Regions from separate parts of the Zea mays genome. Here region 1 is linked to region 2. Evidence: chromatin contacts called from public Hi-C data. All regions are on one chromosome and are shown on one strand. Each heading gives the region's core, a stretch centred on a gene start, on an enhancer-like site or on the middle of the called end of the contact. The rest is flanking DNA. Distances are from core to core; before and after follow the strand shown. Region 1 holds the start of LOC103632776 (pentatricopeptide repeat-containing protein At1g63400). Region 2 holds the start of LOC100501225 (Zinc finger protein 8).

Region 1 (3,478 bases), core at 597-3,096, 160 kb after region 2:
TTATGTTGCCTTGTTCTTAATTCATAGCATTTGAGAACAAGTCCCCAACAATGCTCATGGGCATTACCCTCCCTAATAGGGATGTCATTGATGTGGCAATTCCTCCACTTTGTAGGGCTCTTCGGGTGGAATCCCTATTGAAATTTTGTGGACGAGCAATGACAATGCTTCTGTCATTGCATCCTTCCTAGAAGTGTCATTTCAGAGGTCTTATTCCCCAATAGCTTTTACTTTGGTTTTGCACCGCACCATGCATGGACACTTGTCTTGCTTGATTGTGTGTGCAGAGTTCTAGTGCAGCTCGGACACAATGATTTTCAACAATCTCTTAAGGGTACGTGAAGTTTTCTTACTGGTGTGTTTGTGATTTTGAGGTTTGGGTTTAGTCCAGTACAAAAAATTGGAGCTACTCGGCTATGTTATCGAGCTCAAAACAATGATTTGTACTCCCTCCGTCACAAATTATAATTTGTTTGACTTTTTAGCCTAAGTTTGAACCACTCATCTTATTAAAAAATCTAACAATTATTATCATTTTTATCGTGAATTTGTTTACCGTATAATATACTTTAAGTTTGTCTTTGATTTTTTTGCAAAAATGAATAAGACGAGCCCAACAAATTTGGTACGAAAAGTCAAACAGATTATAAATTGTAACACATGGAATAACTGGTAGGATTTGGGTTAACCATCTTTGGCCATGGTGCTTATTTTAGGGTTTTAGTGGTTTTCCTTTCAATTGTAAGGTTTTAGACCCATTTTTTTGGATAAATTGAATCAACTCTTTTCTAACTTAATTGAAAAGAAATTCCTCATGGTTGTTAACGGTTTTTGTTTTTGTTTTAGATTCTACTAATGTGGAAAATTTGTGACAAAAATATGACAACATATTTTTTGTATGGTTTTATAGTTCTACTAGTATTTGTGAGGAACGAGGTTATGGTTTTAGGGCGGGGTCATGGCATGAGGAAGAAGTGTTGTTATAGTTTTTTTAGGAAAAAACATGGTTCATTTTAAAAAGGAAAGTAATGGTTCCAAAGGTACAATGAAAAATGTTGACAGCGGTATTTCTTTCAAAAAATAGTACAATGATCGTGCTTTGCAATGACATGTAATATATCTATAAAAATAAATTTAATATTAGACTAAACATATAGTCTGCATACTAGATATTAAACTGATGAGAACAAATATTACACATTATCTTAGCCAAAAGCCAAGAAAGATATGAGTTTAATAACTCAACCCCTTTTTTTATAGGCTGCTCAATCGCTTATTCTTCTTCATCTAGCGAGGGTGGTATTATATGGGAGTGTTGTGCTGTGTGTAGGGGTGACAATGGGCTCTAGATTTTACACTATAAGATTTAATATCGAATCAGATTATGATCGGTCTCTATTTATATTTCTTTTTAAACTAAAATTTATTTAGGACCAAACATTTTGTGAATAACCATTTGGAACATGATTCATTACCAACTCTAGCTGCATTTGACTTTCTGTCGTGTTAGGCTTGAGTGGTTTCTTAAAGCCTATTTTAGGCGTGAAGCAGGGAAGAGGAACATGTCTCATTTGTTAGGCATGAATCGGAGAAAAATGAACCTATATGTCTTACATGTGACGTATATTTGTTAGGCAAGAATCGGAGAAAAATGAACCTATATGTCTTACATGTGACGTATGATACTAGTGCTTTAATATAGTAGATGGAGAAAAGATAAAAGAAACATGAAAATGTGAACCAAACGTCAATAGAGGCTGAAATCCAGCTGGCCGGCTCGGCCCAATGACCCAGCAGCCCGTTTGAGACGGGAACTGCAAATTCCCCTAAAACCCCCCTCAGCAAAAACCCTGCCATTTCCCGTGCTGCCCCCCTCGCCGCCCGCCGCCGTCGCCGCCTCCTATGCCCTTCCGCCCCTCCCTACCTTGCCGCTGTCCCTTTGACCGCAAGCTCACGTCCTTCCTGTCGGCGGTCGCCTCCCTCGCCGACTCCCGCTCCCGCTCGCCCTTCCCCCCTGCCGGCGCTGTGCCTGCAACTCTCACTCCCACTGCCTACAACGCCCTTATGTCCGCCTACTCCCGCGCCGGCCGCCACGACGAGGTTCTTCGTCTCTTCTTCTCCCTTCCTTTCGCGCCTACTGCGCCACTCTTCACCACCCTGATTTCCTCTCTCGCCGCCTCCGGCAGCAAAAGCGCCGCATTGGACGCCTTCTCCCTCCTTGCTTCCGGCATCGGACCCACCACCTCCGCCTTCACCGCGCTGCTTAAGTCCATCGACGCTGCCTCTTCCGAGTCGGTGTATCGTGCCTTCTTCGCAACCATGGCCGCTATGGAGTGCGCCCCTGACGCTGCCACGTACAACTGCCTCATTTGGATACTCTGCGATTCCCAGCGGCTGGACGAGGCATGGGGCGTCCTTGACAGCATGCTAGAGGTAGGCGTGTGCCCCACCGTCCGCTCCTACACCGCGATCCTGCACGGGTACTGTAAGCAGGGCAGGGTCCTCGAGGCGGAGAGGTTACTTGATACCATGATTCAAGTCGGATGCGCACCGGATGTCATCTCATACAGCGTGCTCATCCAGGGGCTTTGTCGTGTAGGGGAATTTGGCAAGGTGGAAAGAATTTTAGGGGAGAGTGAGGCGAAGGGGTGGACGCCGAATGCTGTCACCTACAATATTTACATGTCTGCCCTGTGCAGAATGGGTTTCTTGGATGAGGCATTCCGGCAAGTAGATGTTATGCATAGCAGAGGAGTGTACATGACCATTGAGACAGTGAATATTCTATTCGATTGCTTGTGCCGTGGCTCGATGTTTTCAGAAGCATTGACATTGCTGGAATGCAGTGAAGAACTCAACTGGGATGTTGATGTGTTCTGCTATAACACTATGATGAGTAGGCTCTGCGACACTGGTGATATTGCTAGAGTCCTGAAGCTGTTAGTTGATCTTGTAAAGAAGGGAATTGGGCCAGATATGTTTAGTTTTACTATTGCAATCCGGAGCCTCTGTAGGGCTGGAAAATTCAAGGTGGCAAAATGCCTACTGGATAATAAGGGAATTGAATATGACGTCGTGGCATTCAATACTTTGATTCATGGTTTGTGCATGGCTGGAGAGCTACATGAAATGTTGCAAACCTATATGGATATGACCAGTAGAAATGTTTTTCCAAACAACTTTACCATTGGTATGGTAATTGACAGTTTCTGCAAAAATCGAGAATTTGGTGCAGCAATCAAAGTTTTTCTTGAATATTCAGAAGGATGTTTAGTTCCTGATCATTTTTTTCGCCTGAATACTTGGTTGGTAAAAGCAAAAGGATGGGAATATTTACTGACCCTGCTCCGCACAATGCGTTCTAAAGGTCTTGTGCTAGATGTTTGCTTATTTAATTCATTGGTTAGGATGTTTTGCTGTGAGGGGTACTGTAATCGTGAAACTTTTTGTGAAGTTTCTCTTATACTTGACAGTATGC
Region 2 (3,421 bases), core at 834-3,333:
GCCTTACTGCGCATCCAAGCAGCAATAACCGCATATATATGGGACGTACGTACATATCTATACTCACGAGGTAAAACATGTGGTCCTTCAGTTTCTCTGTTACCGATTCCATCTTTATTTCTTTCATGTATATTATTTTAGCGTGCATATGGTTACAATACACACACCTGCGGACTATTAGCAAAGCAAAATAATAAATGAGAAGCACATATAAACATTTCATGATAAAAGAAACAGATTGCTTGTTTTCCATTTATATATGAGATATTTGTTCAGTAGTAGCTAGGGTATTTGAGAAAAATGCTGTAGCCTGCAATCTGCTTTTGAGGTTTGACAAGAAACCTTTTTCACATCCTTAATTTGGTGTATAGCATTGGTGTAAAAGTTCCATGAAATCTACACCTGATGCATTGATTTCTTGTGTTCAATTCAGCGACAAAATCCAAACCCTAACATATTGTCTGAATCTTTCTGTATATGTGTATGCACACAGACAAAAAGTTCCGAAACTTTGATAGATGAAATTCTTGTGCACCCGTGTCAGGAAACAAGGCATGCACAATCTGAATTCAGTGAAAATCTAGGCTCACACCACCGTCGTCCGCTAAAAGCAGCATAGACGACCAAAAGGAAACAATTATAGATGCAAATCTAGGCTCACGCCCTCGGCCGCAGTGGTGGCAGCAGGCTGCTCACAGACAAACTGACCTTGTGGAGATAGCAGCAAAGAGGAGGAAGAGGAGGGCGACGACGCCGCCGCCAAAAGAGAAGTGGAAGCCCTCGGATCGTCTCCGCGGAACACGGGGGACGAGGACGAGAGCGCGACCGGCCGGCGGCGCTCTCCGCCTGGTGACGACGGCAAGCTCGCGTTCCCATGCCCGGCAGCAGGCGGCGGCGGGCCCCTCCAGAGCCCGGCAGCCGTGAGGAGGGGGCTCCCGTTGATCGGCTGGGCGATCGAGCCGATCCCGCTGTAGAACTGCGGGCCGCCGATGGCGACGGCACCGGCACCGGCGCCTGCTGGAGCTGGAGGCCTCATTGTTGGCCACGAGGGGTACAATGTCGCCACCGTGGGGCCTGCGACGCCGAAGCGGTGCTGCGGGTAGCCGAGTAGGTGGTGGTGGTGCGCGCCGCCAGCCGCCGCCGCCGCGGCTGCGGCGGCGGCCATCGCGGACTGCATCTGCACGCGCTTGGCGTGCTGCCGCTCGCGTTTGTGCGCATTCTGGTGGCCCCCGAGCGCCTGCGACGTCGGGAAGTTCCTGCAGCAGTAGTGGCACTCGAACTTGCGGCTGCTGCTGCTGCTGCTGTCGGTGGTGGCCCCGCCGCCGCCGCTGCTCTGCGTGGCGGAAGCGGCGGCGGTAGTAGTAGTAGCGGCCGTGGCATCTTTATTAGAGTTTCTCTCCGGTGGGGAGTGCGGGACGTCGATGCCGAAGATGCGGATGCCGGAGTTGTGGGGGCTTCCACGGGGCGGGGCGGCGGAGCGCTGCAGGAACGGAAGCTCGGAGAAGGACGCGACGTTGCTGAAGTCACGAGCCGCCTCCCGAAAGCTCGCCGCGCCGCCGCCGCCGCCGCTGTCTCTGCCTTCGCCGCCGCCGCCCATGCAGGCAGGTGTGGAGCGAGCGAGGGAGGTAGCTTGGCTTGGCTAGGTACAGAACTATACGTCTTCTCGTGTATCTCTGCGGAGTAGTTTTCAGTACCGCCACCAGTACGTACCAAGAAGGAAGTAGCCGGGGTGTCTCATAGCTGGTGTGTGGCTAGTAGGGAACGAGGGTGCATGGGAAAGCCTCCTCAGCACCCTTCCTTCGCGATCGATGGATGGTAAGGACTGAGGAGAGCGAGGAGCTGAAGGAAGCAATGGAGAGGAGAGACCAGGGAATATAAGCAAGGGCAGCTGCAGCTCCGATCCGGCCCGCAGCAGGGAGGGTGTGATGTGTTGCTCAAAGGAGTGGCACAACTGCCAGATGTATAGGAGCGATAGGTTTTTGCTTGGGGCACTGTGTGGAGCAGGCCGGGTAAGTGTCACCTTACTATATCGCTGGTCGTTGTAGCTAGGACTAGGAGGGAGGGATGTGATGTGGGTGTGGCGGGAGCGAGGGCAAGGGCAAGTGCCAAGGGGGTGCTCGGCGATGCAGTAAATTCTTGAGAAGGGTCGGGGGGGCGTACGTGGCCAGCAGGCCGGCCGGCCATACATAGTACACAGTAAGCCCTGGCAAGTACTACTGCACCCGGCGGAGGCTTTTGAGCTCTCTCATAACAATACAAGTACCTGCCACTGAGAGAGACGAAAGGCCATCATGCATCTCCCCCTCTCTCTCTCTTTTTTTTTCTTTGCTTTCTTCATTTCTCTGGCGCTTTCATGCATGCATGTGTAAGCATCAGTGAACACTAAGCTGCTAGCTAGTAGTACGTGACAAGCTCTGAGCGTGGGCCTGCCGCGCTACATAGCTATATGTGGGGGTGGTACGTACTGGCTAGCTGTTTTATGGAGAGGCTCTTTATAGCTGTTGGCTTCTTTACATCTGGAGCTCTGCAGGCAGGCAGGCTTGTGCTCGCAAGCAGTGGTCCTTACTACATACTACTACTACGTTAATTGTATAGCCTCTTGTGCCTTGCTGCATTGCCTTAGCTAGCTCTAGGTGCGCCTGCGTGTGTGTGACTGGTTTCTCTCTACCTCCTCTTCCCATCCCCTCCCAGAAAGACTAGTAGTAGTCTGTGCCTTGGTCATTTCTCTCCCCCTCTTTTCTTAAGCCATACCCCATATGGGAACGTCCTAAAATATCTCTCCTCGTCACCACACACACACACACAGCTAAACTTATGAATATAGGCCTACATGTATAGGCAGGCACTCAGATCGATATGATCATCGACGACGCACACGCAGCAGATGTTGTACAACTCTAGGCTCATCATCCTATGTTTTCCTTTGCCCTTTCGCCATAATTCATAATCAAGCCACTCATCAGCGCTCTCACTTTGTGTTTTTTCACCCCCTCCGCGCGGTGTCTGTGTCTGTCCATATGATTAAAGCGATACAGAGAGGCTCACCACCTGCGCTGCGCTGATGTACTACTGGACACATGCACGCTTTGCAGGGTGCATATGCTGTTCGCTCTGGTTGGAGGGGAAGAAAGGAATGTTCGCGTTCGCTGCGGCCAAATATATCGGCAAAGCTAGCGCACACCCCCATCATGTGTATGGGCGCGTTGAAACCAATAGCGGACGCGCGTCCTTTCCTTCGATGTATATATAGCATGGTGTGATAATATACGTCGTACTATTACAATAAACAGATACATAAATATATCAGATAAATAAATAAATAAAATCGACCATAGATACCGGCCCGGCCCCACCCAGCAGCTAGAACAATACGGATTGCATTGAGCGCTCATCGCACTATGTCCAGAATATTATATTGTTT

Evidence for each region. A called contact is a pair of places that touch in the nucleus more often than the background predicts.
Region 1: a Hi-C map of ear shows a contact between it and region 2, with 3 times the contacts expected there. The contact joins the promoter of LOC103632776 here to the promoter of LOC100501225 in region 2. A contact is called at or near these places in 11 of 25 Hi-C or Micro-C datasets (ear, leaf, leaf mesophyll and 2 more) and 1 of 3 datasets of contacts at active chromatin or transcription factors (leaf).

The regions. Positions count from the first base shown.
Region 1 is chr1:27,007,107-27,010,584 of Zm-B73-REFERENCE-NAM-5.0, forward strand. It overlaps LOC103632776 (pentatricopeptide repeat-containing protein At1g63400), which reads left to right and starts at 1,847. Exons shown (of 4, transcript XM_020545580.2): 1 at 1,847-3,478. The coding sequence starts at 1,903. It also overlaps the pseudogene LOC111590642.
Region 2 is chr1:26,849,304-26,852,724 of Zm-B73-REFERENCE-NAM-5.0, forward strand. LOC100501225 (Zinc finger protein 8) reads right to left here and starts at 2,084. Exons shown (of 1, transcript NM_001196005.1): 1 at 388-2,084. The coding sequence starts at 1,597. The coding sequence ends at 638.